Regions from separate parts of the Mus musculus genome. Here region 2 is linked to region 1. The links are chromatin contacts, called in public promoter capture Hi-C maps. All regions are on one chromosome and are shown on one strand. The core of a region is the stretch at or near the end of the contact, and the rest is flanking DNA. Distances in the headings are between cores, read along the strand shown.

Region 1 (3,033 bases), core at 398-2,897:
AGGCCAGATGAGGCAGCCCAGTTAGAAGAACATATCCAACATACAGGCAACAGCTTTTGGGATATTTAGTCTGTTTTTTTAAAAATGAAAACATGTTGATTTGGTCTGTTTCTTTTTTCTCAGTTTATTTAAGAGATCTGTATGACTTTGACTTTCATCCTATCATATTACATTATGTTGAAATTAATCCAACTTCTCTCCCTGGAGTTAATTGTACTTTGTAAATCCATGGTTGACACACGCTTACCTATCTGCTTGATGCTTTCCTTTGTCTAAGATAGCCCCTGTATGTCCAATGAAATTCATAGTTACATCAAATGCTACCTAGTGGCTATTTGTAAAACTAACCCATCCCTCTGACCATGCTGTTGTTGTTCTATTTACGTTCCATGCTGTTACTTTCTATCTTCTGTCTTAAAGGATTTCCAGGCTGGAGAGATAGCTCAGGGGTTAAGAGCACTGACTGCTCTTCCAGAGGTCCTGAGTTCAAATCCCAGCAACCATATGGTGACTCACAACCATCTGTAATGGGATCTGATGCCCTCTTCTGTTGTGTCTGTAGACAGCTATAGTGTACTCATATACATAAAATAAATAGTCTTTAAAAAAATAATTTCCATTTGTAAGTGGATCAAAAGGTGGTTTTGTAAGGTGCAATTGACAAGGAAGGGAGATGACGTGGTAAAGTTCAAAGTGATGCTGTGGCCTCAAGCAGAGCTCGTTAGTTGTTTTTACATCCTTGCTTCAGTTGTCTTTAGAAAAATACACATTAAATCTGTAGGCAATTTGGGCCTTTTGAAGTTCCTTCTCTCCCCTCCTCCTCTTCCTCCTCCTTCTCCTCCTCCTCTTCTTCTCAATTTTATTTACTGTCCTATCTGCTCCACTGGCCCAATGCAACTACCCACTTCCAGATAAAGAACCTTTGACAAAATCCATTCTGGACCTCATAGCTAGGCTGTGTAGACACTTCTTTTGTACAGACAGAGCACAATGGCACAATGGTTAGCTACTGGGTTTGAGTATTTGAGAACATTTTTCCAACTGAGTTTTCAGACACATTCATGAAGTTTCTCATTTTGGTTTCTTCCCTTTGAGAAACTCACTGTGGAGCTTAGAGAAAGCTGGAGCTTTGTTTCTTCCATAATTTATTGGCCAGGAAATCAAGTATTCATTATCTTCATTGCTTTGCCACTTCCTCCTCCCTTGTCTGTGAAGACAGTCTTATGGGTCTTCCAGGACAGTGCTATTTCGTCCTCATGGCCTGGCGCAATTCCTAACAGCTCTTCATCCTCAAAAATACTTTGGTTTGAGCGCTAACCCAACAGACAGCAACTTGGTCCTTATCAGCCACAAAGGCTGATATGTTGCAGGTGCCCACTAGGTGTCAGTAGTGTAGCCTGCCAAGAACCTTCGGAACAAGCATTTCATTACAAAAGTCAAATCAAAGCAAATAATTAAAGTGTGGTTCAAAAGCTACCTGCGGCTTTGACCGGTTCAAAACAGGTGAGACAGAATCTCGGGAGGTGAGGAGGCTCAGGTGTGGGACAGGTGGCTCCTTCCTGGGATCCAACAGGGCAGAAAGGAATCCTTTCCTTATAAAGGACTTCAGTGTTTCTCGGAATGAGTCTCTTCCCAATTTACACTCACAAGATGAAGCCAGTGTTCAGAGAATGAGGAAACAGTTTCGAATGAAGAGGGATTGATTTCTCTTTATAGATATCTCTTTGAGCCCAGAACTGAGCTGCCTGAACACAGTAGATTTTAAGAAGATTTGAAAGGACGCACCTGCAGAGTCATCGCACCGGACCTCTTTGGAAATGACTTCTGGATTGCAAATAGATTGCCTCTCGGTCAGATAGTGCAGCTGGAAACTCACCTGTGCCGCAGAGGCGTGGCATACATCAGGACCCAGGTGCGAAGTCAGAGTCGCACAGGCATGGGTCCTGCAATGTTTATGGCTTTTCGTTTATGGAACTGGTTACTACTGCTGGCGGTCCTTACACGTTCCGAAGCAACATCGTATGTTAATGAGTCCTCCAATCCCACTGCCCAGCAGGCACCTGATGCTCGGTTTGCTGCTTCTAGCTCAGACCCCGATGAAGGGATATCTGTTTTTGAACTGGATTATGACTATGTTCAAATCCCTTATGAAGTCACCCTCTGGATACTGCTCGCATCTCTTGCCAAGATAGGTAAGTCCTCTAGCACAGGTTGAGGGAGGATTGTTTCTTACCTGAGTTGTCATGTATGAACATCTCTTACATGACAGACTACGATGAGTTAAGTAGACAGTAACTGCTACTTGTAGTGCGCATTTCCCTGAAGTGTGGCTGTTTAATGTTTCAGGATTGTGTTTGAAATTTAAACGCATACTTCCAGGTCCTGCATGGTTTTGACTTCATATTTCAAAAAGATAACCATGTGTTTTCTTTGTCATATAAAAATCTTATGCTATATGTTTAAAAGAATATAAAATGTAAAGTGTACAGTATTCAGGAAATACTGAAGACTACATAACATTCCCCTTCCCCCCCCTTTTTATTAGGTATTTTCTTCATTTACATTTCAAATGCTATCCTGAAAGTCCCCTATACCTTCCCCCAACCCTGCTCCCCTACCCACCCACTCCCACTTCTTGGCCCTGGTGTTCCCCTGTAGATAACATTTATTTTCTAACATAGTCTTTTACTCATTCCTAGCCACAGAACTGTAATTTTGTTAGTTGGGAGACATCTCTAGCAGTTTGCTTACACAGATATTATACAACAAAAATAATTAAAGTCACTTCTGACTTTGCAAGTTCTTTTTCTTCTTAGAATATTATGGGAACTGTTCCTGGAAACATCTGGAAGAATAACATTGAAATGAAATGGAATCTTCCACTTCTGGGGATGGGATGTTGTTTCTTTGCATTTCCCTTTGAAACACTGGAATTGTAAGAGTTGAAAGTAACTGCCTCTGCAACTCTGCTGCCCTTCATGATAGTGGGCAGGTGTTTCAAAGTGTAAAATGCACCAAGTCCTTTTCACTGCA
Region 2 (3,033 bases), core at 289-2,788, 210 kb after region 1:
GTGGGTCTCCAAGTCTGTGTTGGAAGGCTGCACAGAATGAATGATGTATGAACTGCTTGATTTCATCGTAACTCCCAAACTATTGTGAATTCTAACTCCCGGTAGTTGCTGCTACCCTCTGGGTGAAGTCTGAATGTTCCAAGTGAGGGCCTGAGTCTTTTCCACATATAACCTTCGTGCCCTCTGTGGTGGGGCCTCAGCAGGTTGGAGACGTGCATCACCCCAGTGGATGACAGTCAGCATCCTTTCCCAGAAACATCCACTCCCCAGCTTTGGATTCTGAACAACCAGACTACACAGTGGAAGTAAATAATGTCTGCATCCCTAAAGTACAACCAAAAAGCAAGGACATTACTCTCTAAAGTCAAGGCAGGGAGCCTAAGAAGGGAAACTGTATATCTTGGGACCTGCAAAGTATACTTTAGGCAGAGATATCTCTCAGGCATGGTACTCAATACCTTCTAGCTCGGTGAATACAGACATTTGGTGAAATCTACTTCTTTCAAGATTCTAACAAGCATTAATTAAACGGAACCTCTACCAACTGTTGGACAATTTGGAATCCAAACAGAGGCTGCCTCTCTGTTCCTTAGCTACATGGCTCAGCATGCTAACTCCTAATTCCAGCAACCCTTCAGTCTGGAAAAAAAGAGTAGACTTACTTCATCTGGACAGGGAACAATAGGAATTGTTTTCTCAGGTTCAGTGCCAATCAGATAGATACCTGCCACAAAGTCTTTTCCCACTGATCATTCAACTAATTGGTTCCGTCTGCCTGATGAAGAAATCCTACTGAAAGATTTTTCCGGCTGCTTATAACCAGGCCTATTGAACTAAACCTCGCCTTGAAAGAGGAGCCAGTGTGAATCAGGGTCCAAGACTAAGACTGTAAATTCTCTGGAAGCAGAAACTGCTTATGATGTCAGTGCTCCAGGGCATGTACCACACGCGGCAGGCATTCAGAAACTTCATGAATATTCATTAGTAATGAAACTTCATTAATAAACAGATGGATGGGAGAATAACTTCTTAAGCTTCTCATTCTACAGGGCAAAGGACTATTTGTGGACCAAACCAATACACACATGCACAGACATTATAGCAAAACAAAAACACATGCCATTTTGCCAAAGACAATTGTGTGCCGTTCACCTTAACTTCCAATCTCCAGCTTTAAGGCCTCCAGTGTAGACCCCTCCAGGGTCAAGGAGTCACACCTGAGGTCAGTGGTGAAAGGGCAAGAGGAGGCACCTCACAGCACACTTCAGACTCCGGGCTGGAGCTGTGTAAAATACCCGGGAACTTGAGGTAAGTGCAAGTCTGCAGAGACTTGGTGCTTTTCCCCAGCCCCGGTGCGGGCACTCACCAAGAAGCCTACAAGGTAGAGCCAGAGCAGGAAGCGGCGGGAGCTCACAGCACTAGACGGTGCTGTGGCTGTCACCGGGGTCTCCGAGGCTAGATCCTGCCTCGAAGCCCCGTGCCCCGGGACCCCCAGCGCCATTCCCAGGAGGGCTGGGGGTGCGGACAGCTTAGCCGACTGCAGACCACGCCCCCGCCGTGGCCACGCCCAGGATTGACCACGCCCATGGCGGAAGCGATCTGCGTGCGCCTGCGCAGATGGAAGGTCGCGCCGCTGGGTGGGTGTGACTACTGTTGTGGTGGTACCTACCGCGGGCGTCTTAATTCAAGATCGCAAGTTCTGTGACAAGTGACTGGTGCCATCTTTCCTCGCTCCCTGGTGGTGTAAGGCACGAAGGAATTGTGTCTTTTTGCTAGTACCAGGTTTTCTTCAGTGATAGCCGTTCTGGCTTTAAGGATCACAGACCCAGGGCCCTACTTCCTACTTGGCTCTACAGACCTGGAACGAGTTAAGGTGGCTGTGGAAGCTTTCGTATGCATTTGAAAAACAATGGGTAGTAATTTAGAGAGACTTCTAGATATCCAAGAAGTCTGTAAGCATTAGTCAGCACTTCGTAGCTCTACAAGGAAAACAGGCCAGAAATAGGCTGAGAGTTGGGCTTCAGGGAGTAACAGGAGCACACCATGAAAAGCATGAAGAATTGTAAATAATAAACGTACAATAGAGAGATACACAAAAGTTAGAGGACACGTGACATAAGGAAGTGTGAGCCTTGGTGTGCTTGTGGGATCTGCTTAAATCCAACGGAACTCAAACTTCAGGGCGATGCAGATGACAAAAACTTACTATAACCAAGACACTATTAATCAATCAGGGCCACAGAAAAGACAGGAGAGCTGAACTATGATCTCAAAGAGATACTGTATAGCATAGTTAAAGCAGGAAACCATAAAGAGAGGGGGAGCTGGGTGGGCTGTAACATTGTCAATCATATTTAAAGATAAGGGGTTGAGCAAGGGCGTTTCCATCAATCAGGATAGGAGTAGGTTCCTGGACATGGGAACATGAATTTTGTTTGACCCTGCCAGCCAAGATGGAAAAGTTAGTTGTCCCTGAGATATCTGGACTCAGACAACTGTTTCCTTACAGCAGAAGCTGTTCAGCTATAGCGAACTCCCCAGCTCCCTAGGGCCTGGGACCTTGACTTGACTTTCTCCTCGTGATTAAATGGAAAACGAAATGGTAGAATTTAGAATACATTCCTTTTGCTTGTTCCCAATGTGCTGACCAAAGAAGTAGAGTCTGTAGTGCCTTAGGCTTCAAGATGGGTGTGACCAAAACATCCAAACACAAAGATGTAGAATAAACAGGGTTTCAGTCATCTATAGCCTAGAGGTTTCATTCTGAGAGCAGTGGACAGAAACAAAGTAGATGTGTGATATTTAATAGTTAGTGAACTATTAACCATTGTCAGTAGCCCCACTTCAGTTGTGTGAGCCCATGTGCATGCAAGCACAAGCTCCTGTGTGTGTGTGTGTGTGTGTGTGTGTGTGTGTGTGTGTGTGTGTGTATCAGGTAAAATGCCTTGGCCTACAGAAATCTTTGGCTGTGGCTGCTTCCTTATGGGATCTGGAACAGAAGAAAACCAACACCTACTAACAGCATTTCTTAAG

The links. Promoter capture Hi-C pulls out the DNA fragments that hold promoters and counts their contacts.
Region 2: a promoter capture Hi-C map of embryonic stem cells shows a contact between it and region 1, with 2.4 times the contacts expected there. The contact joins the promoter of Mfsd9 here to the promoter of Slc9a4 in region 1. A contact is called at or near these places in 9 of 39 promoter capture datasets (the 3T3-L1 cell line, 3T3-L1-derived adipocytes, cranial neural crest and 4 more), 3 of 484 Hi-C or Micro-C datasets (cerebellar granule neurons, forebrain and muscle stem cells), 4 of 115 datasets of contacts at active chromatin or transcription factors (bone marrow-derived macrophages, embryonic limb bud, forebrain and 1 more) and 3 of 9 other capture datasets (adipose tissue, embryonic stem cells and liver).

The regions. Positions count from the first base shown.
Region 1 is chr1:40,578,580-40,581,612 of GRCm38.p6, forward strand. It overlaps Slc9a4 (solute carrier family 9 (sodium/hydrogen exchanger), member 4), which reads left to right and starts at 1,648. Exons shown (of 12, transcript NM_177084.3): 1 at 1,648-2,192. The coding sequence starts at 1,937. Gm35801 (predicted gene, 35801) reads right to left here and starts at 2,083. Exons shown (of 2, transcript NR_168311.1): 1 at 1,877-2,083.
Region 2 is chr1:40,789,119-40,792,151 of GRCm38.p6, forward strand. It overlaps Mfsd9 (major facilitator superfamily domain containing 9), which reads right to left and starts at 1,539. Exons shown (of 6, transcript NM_172499.2): 1 at 1,367-1,539. The coding sequence starts at 1,501.